2 separate regions of the Triticum aestivum genome follow, and region 2 is linked to region 1. A link is a contact called in public Hi-C data. All regions are on one chromosome and are shown on one strand. The core of a region is the stretch at or near the end of the contact, and the rest is flanking DNA. Distances in the headings are between cores, read along the strand shown. Region 1 holds the start of LOC123145220 (transcription factor bHLH137). Region 2 holds the start of LOC123145222 (U-box domain-containing protein 5).

Region 1 (7,177 bases), core at 1,473-3,972:
GGGGCTAGAGCACGCACGTAGCCAGCCGCGGCTACTGCGGTGGCGCTCGCTCCATCGGCCTGTGTGGTGCGGGCGCTGGACGCGTCCATGACTGCGACCACGCCGGAGGGAGCAATGCAAACGACCAACGGTGACTTGCTAGCTCCACTGACCAGTGACCACGAGCTGGGTAGGTAGGTCCTATCATCTGAATCAGTGATTCTTCCCACCTTTAGCTGAAGCCGCTCGACAAAACGGTGACCGCTAAGCTACCCTGCTAATTAGGGAACTTCAGAACATTCAGGTTATCAATTCCAGATGGGCTAGTTTTCTTACGCTTTGCATAAATTAATTTATAGCACTTAGCAGTCAATTGCTTTTGTTGTATCATATGTGATACTCCTTCCGTCTGAAAAATCTTATCCCAAACTTATTCCTCAAATGGATGTATCTAGCACTAACTTGGTGCTAGATACATTCATTTGAGAGACAAGATTTTTCGGACGGAGGGAGTATGTGTGTATCTTAACTATGTAAAGTCCGGATGCAAACTTTTTCCGCTTTGTATCGCCTTGATGCAATACTTGAAGTCAATAAAAAATACTGGATCTGGATGTATTTTTTATTATTTCTAGTGTTCGTTGTACTACCATGATTGAAGATGAATAGATTGAAAGTTTTCCTCGTAAAAAATAATAAGAGATTGCTTTATCGAAGAAGAAGAAGAAGAAGAAGCAGCAAAACTCCAAATCACTTTGTCATAAACGGAAACTTAAAAACTAAATTACTCCATGCATGATGCGTACTAAATGTATCGCTCAGCAAGATATGGACAAACTTCCAAAAACATATCGACCAATTTGTGAACACCAACGAAAAACAATTGAACAAAAAACGTTGAGGATCCTCGACCTTTGTAGCTTCATTCAAACATGAACACCAACGATTTCACATAAATATCACAACATTCTCAAGATACTGCAAATGCTCCGGCCGCGGACGAATTGAAAAAAAGAAACACTCAAATCAGGCTTTCGACCCGATTTATATATAAAGCAACGAACTAAAGTACACGAAAATCGACAAAAATCACTACACTGTCGCAGGTCTCATCCATCATCATCGTCAGTACTGGTATCAGAAGAGGACTGATGGTGCCAGAGGAATTAAGCCGACGTGCACGTATACTGATCATCGTATTAGCGACAACGCAAAGCACAATTTCCGACAGTAATGGCCAAAGGGTTGTTATCATTAATCCGGCGATCTCGCCGTCTTAATGCAGTGTACACGTGGCGGATGTGCGGTGGTGGGGGCCGGTGTGCGAGTGAGTGCACGCAGAGAGGAGAGGATAGAGCTGTCCATGCGGTTATTGCAGCAGCTGTCACCGCGCCAGTCGTCCTTTTGTAGCCTCCGTCAAAACTCAGAGAGCAGCCCTCTTGTTTCACTGCATGCACAAAGGGGTCCTTCATTTCTTAGCTGTTCATTTTCACTGGGTAGTCTCATATGCCCGGCCTGTTTCTGTTAATTTCACCGTTCGGTTACCTGTTTTTTTTTCTCCTCATTTTGTGATCATAGCTTCTAGGTCAATTATACGATAAGTTCAGCGCATCACAACACAATTCAACAACCACGGTAAAATTATGGAAGTGAATGATTTAGGCACATATTATTAGCAAGTCATGTTAATACTGAGAAACACACTATCATTTCTTCGGACAATAGACTTACCTCCCAGCTTATATTGAAAACCTGAGAAATAATACCATGATGTACTTCTCATTCAAGATCCCGTTTGAGATCGAGACTCGGATTTCCCCTGTTTACCGTGGAGACCAAGATATTTTCATGTGAAGGCGTGCGGCCTCGGGGTCGGTGTGGATGCCAGAGTGGCGGCTTGTGAGAGCGGATTTGTGTTCCTGGGTGTCGGAGTTTGGTCACTTGGGTGGCAGATATGTCAACTCATCGGGTACGTGGCCTAGGGCCCAATTTGGAAGCCGGAACCGCCACGGCTTCGGAGAGCGTCTGTGTTGTAGGGTGTCGATTCTGGTAACATGGGTTGCAGAATCGTTGGCTCGTCTGGTATGCAACCTCGGGGCCGGTGTGTGTTGTTGAGGTTTGTAAGCTGGAGGCCTGGAGCGGCAACCCGGGTCGTATTGTAGGGTGTTGACTATGGTCTCTTGGGTGACAAGGTCATCGGCTCGCTTGAGGTGCAGCATCGCCCCGAGAGCTGAACCAAAGTCGGCCGTTTCGAGACCATGGAGCTTTGGCTGGTGTGTGTCTCTGTGTAACACGGTTGTATCGGTTTTCGGTCAGTTTTTCTTGTTAACTTGTCAATTTTTCTTCTTCTATATGAAGAGGCAAAGCTACTATTGATTGCTCGAGAAAAAAAAAGTTTCGTATACCCATTTCTGATCAATGGCTATCGTTCACACATCATAACCGGTCTCCTAGCCTCACCGGTCGACAGCGCAGCAGCCTTACAAATTAAGGCAGATGTGGGAACGAGCCACTTACCAATTTGCAGACAAATGGAGGGGCCTGAGCGGGACTTGCTAGCCACTGCACTGCATGCATCTGCCAGCTGAAACACAGGGCCCCGGCCCTCCTTTACCCAGCCCTGCCCTACCTCACATGATCACACCTAAAGGAAAGGGCCCAATCCAATCCAATCTCGCAGGAAAAGTACGATTACTTCCTACACAGCCACCTATCATTCCCTCTATATATATGGATTAGGAAAAATTCCGGGGAGCACAAAAGAGGGCCGGGGAGGGAGACAGGGACACGCAAGCTTCAGGCACAAGCCCTACGCCGCCTCGCCTCGCCTCGCCTCACCTCGTTGCTTGTCTTCGAAGATCCGTAGTTAGTTGCACTGCACCAAGAAGAATCAACCAAAGCTTCGCCCCGACTTAATCGATCGATCTTGGCGCGGCGCTGATTAATGGCGCACTGCGGCGGCGGTCCGGGTCCGGCGGCGCCGCGGGAGGCGTCATCCGTGGAGAGCCATTTCCAGGGCCTGCTCGACGACGACGACAAGTACCGCGCATTGTGCGGCGCGTTCGGGTACCTGCAGCAGCAGGAGTGGCCGGACCTCAGCGGCGCGTGCTACGCGGCCTTCGGCGCGCCACCGCCGCCGGGCACCAGCAACGGCGCCGGCAACTCCTTCTCCTGCAGCGGTAGCGCCAGCAGCGGCGGCGGCTCCACTAAGAGAAAACCTGACGCGTATGTAGACGCAAAGGTGAGTCGGACGATGTTCTTGTACATGCGCTGCGAGCCTCTGTCTCTGCGTGAGCCTCGAGCTGCGCTCTGCTTATTATTGGTGTGCCAGTCTTTGACTGACAAAAAAGCTTTGCCAGGACGACTGCAAGAGGCCGAGAGGGAAGCAGCAGCTGTGCGATCCTGACGAGGCTGGAGCGGCGGCGAAAGGGAGGCCGGAGAAAGCCAAGGCGTGCGCCAGGAAGAAGCCGGAGCCGGCGGCCGCCGGCCAGAAGACCGACTACATCCACGTCCGAGCCCGCCGCGGGCAGGCCACGGACAGCCACAGCCTCGCCGAACGGGTATGTATTGATACTCCTAGTCTCCTAGAAAGAACAATTAATCTTGTGTATATATGTGCACAATTTGATCCTGATGCGCATGATGCAGGTGAGGCGGGAGCGGATCAGCGAGCGGATGAGGTACCTGCAGGAGCTGGTGCCCGGCTGCGACAAGGTCACCGGCAAGGCCGGCATGCTCGACGAGATCATCAACTACGTCCAGTCCCTGCAGAAGCAGGTCGAGGTACGCACGACGCATCAACCAGACCAAACCAGCTTGAATCTACTGTATTTCTCTCGGTGTCCGTTCATCGGAGATCACGCTGCATGCTTCTTACCGTTGGACATGGCTGCACGCACGCAGTTCCTGTCCATGAAGATCGCCGCCTCCAACCCGGTGGTGAACTTCAACATCGTCGACGACCTCTTCGGCGGCAGGCGGATGAACCAGGCGTGCGGCCCCTCCATGACGACGCTGCCGATGCACCAGGGGCAGCTGGACCCGTCCTGCCTTCAGATGAGCAGCGCTACCATGCAGCAGATGCAACAACCGGCTGCCGGGTTCGGGCAGGACATGCTCGTCAACAACCCGTACCCGGCGGCGCAGAGCGCGCCCCCATCGGCGGCTGCCACACCGGTGTCGATGTCAGCCGCCGCGTCCGTCGAATCATGCCTCGACGTATGTCCCAGGAGATGAACCGTCCTTTGGTAGTATGATGCATGATTCTGGTAGATGATATTCTGAACTTCCTGTTTTTGCTGTGTGTTTGTTGCAGGTGAATGGAGCTGCTGCTTGGGACATTGCGTCTCAGCATTTGTTCAGTGGGTTTGATGCACAGTTTCAGCCAGTTCAAAGTGAGTAGCTGCTTCCGTGAAGCAAAGCTTGCTTTGTTCTGAATACTCATGTCAAAGAACATAGATACAGAGTTAGTCAAAGAAAAATAAAATGTTACAGTTGGCTAGTGGTCATCACATAGCTGCTATACTGACAGACGATTAAAGAATCTCATCACAGAACTCTGACAAAAAAAATGAGTCAATTAGTATTTGCTTCATTTGTACAATTTGGAAGATGCATGTGTATGGTCAAGCTGAGCACAGGAAGCATGTGCCATGAACACATTGAAACTCGAATAAGCTGCAATGTTGGTCCTGTAATGAATATATGAATTCATATTTCTAGTATGCGATGCAGTGTCAGGACTCGAGTGTCCATTTTGTGCTATTTTTAACTTCAGAAGAACATTTCCCCTGAATCAGGCTGCTACTTTCCCTTGCAGGTGACTGTTTGCTAGACAATCTCAAAATGGAAATGTAAGCGGGATTAATTCTCATTCCTGGAGTTTTAAGTGCAACTATACGTGTGGCTGAAGATTCTTTATTCATAGCAACTGAACTAATGCAGTATTCTGTCAGCAATGGAAACAGAAGCACATTTGTGTGTGAAGTTATATTCTTGTATTGCTAGTGTACCGAATCATAAGCAATCCGCAAATTCTTCACTACCGAGCTACACAAAGGGTTCAGATTACAGCAAAAGCATTTACAATAAATTCTCGCTACCTTGTTCAGAATAAATATTCTCACTACAAACAAATCCAGAACAATAACATGCACACGTCTTATCAGATAAATTACATTAAACTGAAAGTGCAACACCAAACCAAATGCGCCGCTGTCTCCTACTTATTGTCCCCTCTTTAAAGCACAGACTGTTCGCCAGCTTCTGCAAAGACATAATTCAACCTTACTTATACTCGAAGTAGAAGATAACTCGTATGCACATCATCACTGGCAATAACTTCTGATGAACATAAGTGCACCCAGATCCCTCTCGAGCAAGGTGTATTGTTTCAGATTTTCATGGGTACTACTCAAATTTCAGTATCTCTTTAAACCATCAAATATGTTTTGCCACAAAAAAGCAACAGCATAAGATAACTATGCTCTCATTGCGACTCGGTCAAGAAAGTTACACTAAAACATTTTTTATCAAGTGGATATTTTGCCATCACAAACAAACACTGAATTAAAGAATTGTTTTGAGGAAAACAGAATCATCAACAACATTACAGTGTGAGTGTGAAAAGGAAAATGAGCCTTTTTAACCGAGCGCAGATTTGCTGTGAGGAACAGCAGAAATTACTCTCTGTGAAAATAAGGTGGACTTGTAGAGAAACGGCAAAGTCATTTGCTTGAATATCTTGTGGCAAAAATTTCCTCGGAACTGCTAGAAATTATCCACTTGCATCCACCAATGCATACAAATCTGGGCATACACAGACGCACATGCTAGATTTGGCACTAGCACTTCTATCTGACACTCTTTATTTCATGCAAGTTGTGGAGTGTGGACTATCATGAAGTAAGAACTCGAACTAACCTTTGCCTGGGACAATGATAACTGGTGCTGCTTTACAGTTGTGGAAGCAATACTCACTGACACTTCCCTGCAACACACTACAATAAAAGGGCAAAGTTAAAGGTGGACTTGATAATATATCTTCAGCTCATGGGCCGCAATAAAATATGACGATACATCAAATGGTAGAAATAAGAAAACAACATTGAACATTTTTTAGTGCCCTTTGTGGTTTCACAACAAATACTCAAGCTATCACATATATTCTCTTAAAGAGCACTGAAGTTGATGTTATTTTCATGCACTAACTGAAGCATACCTAGCCACAATCAGGCCAGATTCTTGAAACATTGAATTAGATCATGGGCTTAGAGCCCTTTCCCTCTAATAAAATTAATGGGCTTAGCAGTTTTCGTTTCACAACAAACTAGTAGACTTGCTTTTAGATGGTGAATCAGTGAGAAAATGTATGCTCACAAATCAAGTATGATGTGCACTTGAACTGTGTAACTATGCCAATATTAAAACGAAGATATGTTGATATGTAAACTGAACAAGAACAACAAAAGGGCTTTGGCAATACACCTTTGATAGACTCTCGTATGCAAATCTTATCTTGATGGGATAATACTAGAATTATGCCTCCGAATTACCAGATATTATAATGTTGGCCAAGGTAATGAACTACAGAGCTAACTCATTAGCTCCTCGGGTTATCAAGGTTTGCCACAGTCGGAACTGAACTGTGGTTTAGGAGATGGATACCTCTGAATAAGGCTTCGACCACGTGTGCCAATAATGACAGCTGCTGGCTTCAGTCGCTCTGCTTCTCGGCAAATAACATTTCCAGCATCTCCCTCAACAATCCGTGCCTTGGTGTGGACCTTGTAAGTTTCCCAATCAAAGGCACATGTATCAATTCCTTACGGAAACTATGAAAAGCAAAACAGGACACAGGATTTCACAAATATGAACACTGCACGAGAAATAATCCTCATAGTTTTCACTAAAAAGATGCTCGTAGCATTGCATTTTAAGCTTGCATCCCAAAACATGCGTCACGCAAATGAATCCGTTGCACAAAGTGCTCGTTTGCGCAACGAAATTATACACAGACACAGGGGTAACAGAGCATACCAGTGACTCCTTGAATGCCTCGACGGCCAACTCATCCATCAGTTCCTGACTTTTGTTGTATACCAGTTCATTATGCACACCTGCACAAATTGAATCACAATCAGCCCCCATTTTCAGTTAACCACAAAATTTCCCCATTTTCAGTCAACCACAAAATTTG
Region 2 (7,177 bases), core at 2,465-4,964, 340 kb before region 1:
GGTTGTTCTGTTTCTTTCGTATCAAATGAACAAAAAACAAAAGCTAGGGACACCTTTGGTAGCCTACATAAGAGCATGTACAGCCGGGTTTAACAAATCCGGTCCCTATACGCCCGCGAGCATGTTCGGCCGTGTTTGTGGACAGCGTCGGACGGCCCCTCATTTGGACAACCGTACATCCACACACCTTAAGTGCGGATTCTTAAATCCATGCAATTCATACACGTCGATCTTATGATACAAATCATCCTAATTCAACCGTTCAAAACAAATACGACAAATCAAATAAATCATACTCCCTTCGATCTTTTTTATTCTGCATATAAATTTTGACCGAAGTCAAAGTCCCTCTACTTTGATCAAACTTATAGAAAAATATATTAAACATTCACAATGCCAAATCAATATTGTTAGATTAATTATGAAAGGTGGTTCGATAGTATATCTATTTGATATTATAGATGTCGATAGTTTTTAGTATAAATTTGGTCAAACATTGCAAAGTTTGACTTGGCACAAGTCTAATATGCGGAGTAAAAAGGACCGGAGCGAGTAGCTCAACAATCCGGACATGCCAAAATGAAGGGCAAGTTATCCTCAAATGATGGAGTGTCGGACCTCTTGCCTTTGTCGTCTTTGGCTTCTTCCTCTTCTTGCTCGGATTGAGATATGACGTTGTCCCAACTTCAAGTGAAGGGCAAGTTGGATCCCCCTGCATTTGGGTCGAATCTTCATTATCATTGATCATGTTCAACATGATAAACTCTTAAATGATCATGGTTTCCAAGCACTGATCATGTCCTAAATGAACTAGCGGTCTATGCAAAACAATGCACATAGCATATGCAAAGTTGAAAAGACAGGAGCAATAAGAACATACCGAATCTTATTGTGTCATTCCGTCGAACAAGTTGTGGGCAGCCCGGGCGCAGTCGGTGCTCGTGCTTGTCCACGCCCAAACGAGCTGCGGAGAGTAACAGACGTCCACTGGTGGCATATGCGTGGGTGGATATAGCGGAAACGACCCGGACTATGCAAAATCCCGCATTTTTTACAGGATGGCCGATTTTGCGGGATCTATCCAGGCGGGAAAGACTCCCTTGTCCGCTAAATCGCTGTTATTAGGGCATCTCCAAGGCGGACCCGCAAATCGCTCGCATCCGTCCGGACCGCGCTGTCCGGACCGCATAAGCCATCAACGCGGGTCTGTACCGTCTGCGGGGCGGTCCGGACGCGTTTTCTCCCGCAAATTAGAGACAAAGTGGGGGAAGGTTTGTGGGAGTACGAACACCCGAAACGTAGGACTCCGACACCCGGCCCACCCAATACCCCCTCCCGGTCCCATTTCCTTTCACTCCGCCCCTTTCCCCTTGCTTTGCATCCGCACCCTCCACCTGCGCCGCCGTCGCCGTACGTCTTCGGCCGCCATAGAGACATTGCCGGACGTCCGCAACCTGCGCCGACGTGCGTGCTCACCTTTACGACATAGTTGTCCACCCTGGAGCCGTTTGTACCCAGGTACACTCCGCCCACTGTCGACGACCTCCATGGCGGACAACATGCCCGACAAGTGTTCGGTCAAATGTCATCGAGCTTATTTTTAAATGCTATGCCTTTTTTAAGTACGAAGGATGGTGAGCTACTCGGCCATGGAGGATGAGTTGTTGTGCGATGTGTGGCTGGCCGTATCCACGGATTTCGTAGGCAGGAGCAGAGGGCCGACCTTCTGGGAGCAAGTGCATGAAAAGTTTCACACGCGAAAGCATATTGCGCCCTACGACATGTACGTCATTCAACCACACAACGTGAGGTCGTTGTCGTATTGCTATCACGTTATACAGATCAGCGTGATCAAGTTTTGCGACGTGATTCGTCAACTCGAGGCAACGTGGCCATTGCACGCAGCAGAGGACGAGATCGTAAGTTTTACTTACTCTTTTCTCAACTTGTTGATTGATTCATTTACTCAATGTTGTCGACGCATTATATGTAGCCCGCACGCGTTGCCGTGGTGTACCACAGGACAGAGAGGCGGTCATTTACATGTACACACTGTTGGGTGAAGCTGAAGGGGCAGTATGTGTGAGATGAAATGATCGGTTCATGAAAAACTTGTTGGACATCTGGTTAATCTCGCAGAATCGAGACATTATTGTATTAGACTCAATTTGCATGCTTTGTTTGGATGATTTGTGCTATTTTTTATCGAAACTTTGATGAATATCGGCCGGTTTGTTTAAATGCGGGTCGAAATGTATGTGGCTATGGTTGAATGGCAGTCCCTCACATCCGTGTTCGTGGACGGATGCGAGGGAAATTTATGTGTTGCTGTTGCAGATGCCCTTATTCCGGATGACCATTTTACAATATCTGCTGGAAAAAAAAAACAATATCTGCTGGAGATGCTCTAAGCCTCTTAAGCAAAGACTCGTACGTATATGAATACTCCTAATTAATTCCCCTGAGCAGGTAGCGGGAGATAAGTTTATCGCCATTCTGTTTCTTTTGTGATCAAGGAACAGAAAACTAGTACTAGAACAAGACTAGGATCGGATCATCCTTTTTGTTGCATGAGAGCAACCGCCGGCTGCTCGCACTGCATGACGCGTACGTACGTCAGTGGTTTGCTAACTGATCGCCCTTACCGAATCAATCATGCACGCAGCATTCACAAGCGTGGCTTCACATGATGATGCGTGATGCATAACATTGGTAATGCATCATGACTCATGCATGAAGTATGATTATTCGAGTCAAGACGACGGTAGACTGCTCTCTCCACTTATGATTCCTTTGTTCGGGTAATCTTTGTCTATAAAACTCCTGAAACGAGGTGTGGTGTCAAGTTTCTACATGTACACACGCAAATTACTACTTAGGACGGAATAAGAGGTAGTGTATTTGTCAAGCTGGGTCTTTAGTTAAGCCGAACGAATGCTTATCCCTCCAAATGTGGGCGAAGAGAATGACATTCTTGCGTCGCGTGCTTCCGCTGGAAGCAAGTGATTACTAAGTACCTTAAGCAAAGACTCGCTTCCTGTACGCAGTAGTAGTAGTAGTATGAATACTCCCAAGCTCTCCGGTGGGATAAGTTGATCGTTTCGGCAGCATCCAACAGAAGCCGAATCTTCCCCCAACCACTAATGACCAATCAATTTTTTTATAAGTTTCAACGCGGGCCTAACAAAGCCCCTGAAAATCATCAGCAGGCGGCGGCGTGCAGCTCGCATGGCATGGCCCTGCCTTTTCGCCCGCCCCTGCTGCCGCGTGCGGTCCGCGGGGCCGCGTCCGTCCCCGGGCTGGTGCACCGCCATGGCACGTACGTGTCCACGCGCGCGGTCTCGTGGGAAGGTGGTGGCCGTGCGCGCGGTCATCCCAAATCTTTGTGCGCGTCTCTACTCGCTGCCCTACCGAGCCGATGGAGATGGACAGGGCAGCCATCGGGGGGGGGGGGGGGGGGGGGGGCGGGCCCCGAAAACCGCTATGGCGGAGACGGCGACCGGGAATGGAAAAGCAGGGGCAGCGCGCGGGTCATGGTGGAAAAAATTGACACGAGCCCGAGCACGAGACCGAGGGAGAGGAGGAATATTATACTGCCTGGCGCGCGCGCTATGGGTGCGTGCAGGTGGTGGTGGTGGTGGTGTGCCTGTCTCTCCCATCATTTCCACGATTCCTTTCTCCCTCTCTCTATCTGTCTCGCTGCCCCCTTCTCCCCTCCTCCCCCCCCACCCCACCCCACCCCGCGCCGCCTTTATCCGTCTCCCTCTCCTCTATACACTAGACCAGAGTAGGAGACTGGTCGACCCAGGGAGGGAGAGAGAGCAGGCACCTCCGTACTCCATTAGCCCCCACACCCTTCCTCGAACCCACCCCCTTTGCGGCATCGAAATCCAAGGACCCATCCACCCTTCTTCCATGGCTCGGTGAGCCGCCAGCAGAGCAGAGGGTTGCCGTTCTTGCGCTGCGGAGGTTGGTTCGATTCGATCCCTCCCCTGCCCCCGCTCCACGAGCCTCTGCCGCTCTTGCTCTTGTTGTTGCGGCTTCGCGAGGGAGGACGTCCGGTTGATTCCTTCCGTCCGCCTTTGTGGTTGCAGGAGGCAGCAGGGTTCCTTCCTTCTATCAATCCCCTCTGTTCCCCTGTCGAGGGGCAACAGCAGCAACGAGGAGGAGGAGGAGGAGAAGGTTCTTTGCCTTCTCTGCGCGCAGCTTGGTTCGTTCCTCCCGACTCCCGCGCCAGCAGGTTGGTTTCCTCGCCTCCCTTCCAACCCGATTCCGTTCCATCTGGTTATGCCCCTATGCTGTTGCTGCTTGATTGGAGCCTCCTGTGTGCATCCTCTCTTGTTAATGATCCCGAGGGGTTTGGTACCATTTCCATGGGCAATAATCACTTTTGGATCGAGTTAGTAATCGTCGGCTGGTCCTGTCCTGCTCTTCCCTCCCCGGGAACACAACACTCGATCTTTTTTATCAGTTTCTTTTTGTTTGCACCGTTTAGGTCCACTCCTTTTTACCCGAAGGGGCTAATTTTTTATGCTCCTTTGTACCCTTCCACTGCTTTCCACTTTGTACTAATGGCCAGGGATGTTGTGCTTGATGCCTCATGCGGGTTTGATTGATACTTGATACAATACTACACCAACTGATCAATGGATTTTTGCAAAACTCCATTCTCCTTTCCTCTGTGCCTATGCTTCTTGAATCAAGCTTAGCAGTTGCAAAAAGTATGTTTGCTTAGCTGATACGACTGGTAGTTTGTCATGTACCCACCCATTGGCACCCTTTGAAACTCAGACTATGTCTCGTTTCTTTATTCCTGCTCTTATCCGTGATTTGATTTCTTCAACCATTTGTATAAGGCGGAGGAATGAAATGGTCTACTGGCCTATAATCAACTCGGTTCATTCTTATTTTATTACATGGTTGTTGAAACAACAAAGAGACCGGCTGCGGACCAATCTGTTGACTTTCAATAATGGTGGTGGTTCAACCCGTATTTTGACCAATCAGTTGACTTTTTTTATTGGCTAAGCTGGGTCACTGGGAGTTGGGCTAGGGCCATATCCTCTCTGTTACTGATGACATGTCTTGGTTTCTTGACGATTAATCATTGTTCGTAGATGCGATCTAGTTATGCAGTTGGTCCTGTAAGTGTAAGGGGAGTTTGCTTTGATAGTTTTGACCATAGCACGCGTACCCGGCATAGTTATGAAAATGGATAGCTACTATAAAGTTGTTGTGATAAACAGTTAATAAATTGTCTAATTCTGATAAGGACAAAGTATTCAGAAAAAATGCATGGTGAAAAATGTTCCCTTGATGCAACAATCCACCAGCATACCATATAAATTTGACATGTGCGTTGACTGGACTATTGTTTCGTTTGACAGCTTTGGTAAAATTGCATACATCACAAGCACATGTTGAATTTTATTTTATCTTAACAACTTGTCATTCTTCAGTGTCATGATATGGTTGGATTTCCATGACTTAATTCACAGCATTTTCCTGACATTATTATCTTCTGTGTTGGACAGTTCAAGGCCCTTCAGATTAAGATTGGTGCGCCGCTCTTTGTCGATGGCGAACACGGGTTTATCACGGCGTAACTCTTGTCCAAAGGTAGAATACTGAATTACCTCTCCATTTTTGCAACCATTCTACTTTTTATTCAGGCATGGGCATTTGGTTATATGCATTTATTATGCAAGATGAAACCCTCTCGCGTATGGCGGGGACATCATGCTGTTTTTTATGTCATAGAAGTCATGTGAGGGTGGCATTCATTGTTTTTTCAGTTTCATCTTCGTGTACCTAATTTCTGTTTATGCATTTATATGAATTGTTTTGCTTTTTTTAGGTTCACAGCTCATTGTGCAGTGAGCTGACTATGATGCTAGATAAAATCTCCTCTATTCTTCCATCAATTGAGGCAGCTCGGCCGGGATGTAGAGCAGGAATACAGGAATTGTGCAACTTATACCATATAGTTGAGAAAGGAAGACTCATAACTCAGCACTGCATCGAATGTAGTAAACTCTACTTGGTATGTTATTCCTGTGTTGATGGGAAACTCAAGATTCTAACATCCTAAATTTATTATTGATTCTTGGACCCTTTGTTGTGATTATTTGGTGCTTTTGGAAGGATTGTTTGATGATTTTGGATATTTCTGTTTCAGGCAATTACTGGAGAGGCGATTTTATCACGGTGTGAAAGGGTCAGAGACGCACTTAAACGGAGTCTCTTCCTGATTCAGAATATGGTCCCAACAGTATTAGCTAATCAGGTTAGTTGATTTATTATGATGTTTTACTCTTTTATTTTGTCATCAACTCAACTTATGCTAGGATAAATATAGCATAGTCCCTCCCAGTGTTGCTTATCATGCAATTTCAGGCGTTCTTATGGTAGCATCTTCACTATTATTTTTGCTTTGATTGATTGGTTGTGGGAAATGTATAGGATTAGTGGATATCCGTAGTCCCTATTGGTATTGCTTATCACAATTTCAGGCACTCTTATGACAGCATCTTCACTGTATTTTTGCTTTGATTGATTGTGTATACTTCGCTTGTAACACAGATTGCTGAGGTCCACAATGATCTCCGAGATGTAAAATTTTCTGTTGATCCACTGGAACAAGAGGCTGGCAAATCAATTTTAGAGATGCTTCGGCAATCTGATGCAACTGAAGAACTTATACTTCAGACATTCATGCAGGCAGCTTCAAAGTTAAACCTGACATCTCCTAAAGCTATCTTAATTGAAAGAAGAGCGATCAGGAAACTGCTCGATAAGATTACTGGTACTGATGCAAAAAAGGAGCAGGTTCTTAAGTTTCTCCTACATCTTGTTACAAAGTATGGAAAGAACGTCAAACCAGACACTGGTGAGCGGAATGAAAATTTACAATCTGAAAGCAAGTCTTTGAGTCCAAGCTTAAGTCTTGCAAGCGATGCCAGTACTCCTGAAAAGTGCGACAAGCCAACATACTTCCAGGGATATGAATATCAGAGTAGTATGTCCGGAGAAACCACACCACCTACAGAGTTCTGTTGCCCAATATCAACAAAGCTAATGCATGATCCTGTGATAATAACATCTGGACAGACTTACGAAAGAGAATATATTGAGAAATGGTTCAGTGAGGGATACAACACTTGTCCCAAGACACAGA

The links. A called contact is a pair of places that touch in the nucleus more often than the background predicts.
Region 2: a Hi-C map of leaf shows a contact between it and region 1, with 8 times the contacts expected there. The contact joins the promoter of LOC123145222 here to the promoter of LOC123145220 in region 1. A contact is called at or near these places in 2 of 5 Hi-C or Micro-C datasets (both in leaf) and 1 of 1 datasets of contacts at active chromatin or transcription factors (leaf).

The regions. Positions count from the first base shown.
Region 1 is chr6D:378,483,627-378,490,803 of IWGSC CS RefSeq v2.1, reverse strand. It overlaps LOC123145220 (transcription factor bHLH137), which reads left to right and starts at 2,722. Exons shown (of 6, transcript XM_044564594.1): 1 at 2,722-3,220; 2 at 3,339-3,539; 3 at 3,628-3,762; 4 at 3,883-4,197; 5 at 4,295-4,373; 6 at 4,799-5,031. The coding sequence starts at 2,924. The coding sequence ends at 4,836. It overlaps LOC123145221, which reads right to left. Exons shown (of 5, transcript XM_044564595.1): 2 at 7,018-7,097; 3 at 6,646-6,764; 4 at 5,902-5,978; 5 at 4,954-5,244. The coding sequence ends at 5,219.
Region 2 is chr6D:378,820,634-378,827,810 of IWGSC CS RefSeq v2.1, reverse strand. LOC123145222 (U-box domain-containing protein 5) reads left to right here and starts at 3,714. Exons shown (of 7, transcript XM_044564596.1): 1 at 3,714-3,969; 2 at 4,095-4,240; 3 at 5,535-5,619; 4 at 5,858-6,043; 5 at 6,179-6,286; 6 at 6,583-7,177. The coding sequence starts at 5,578.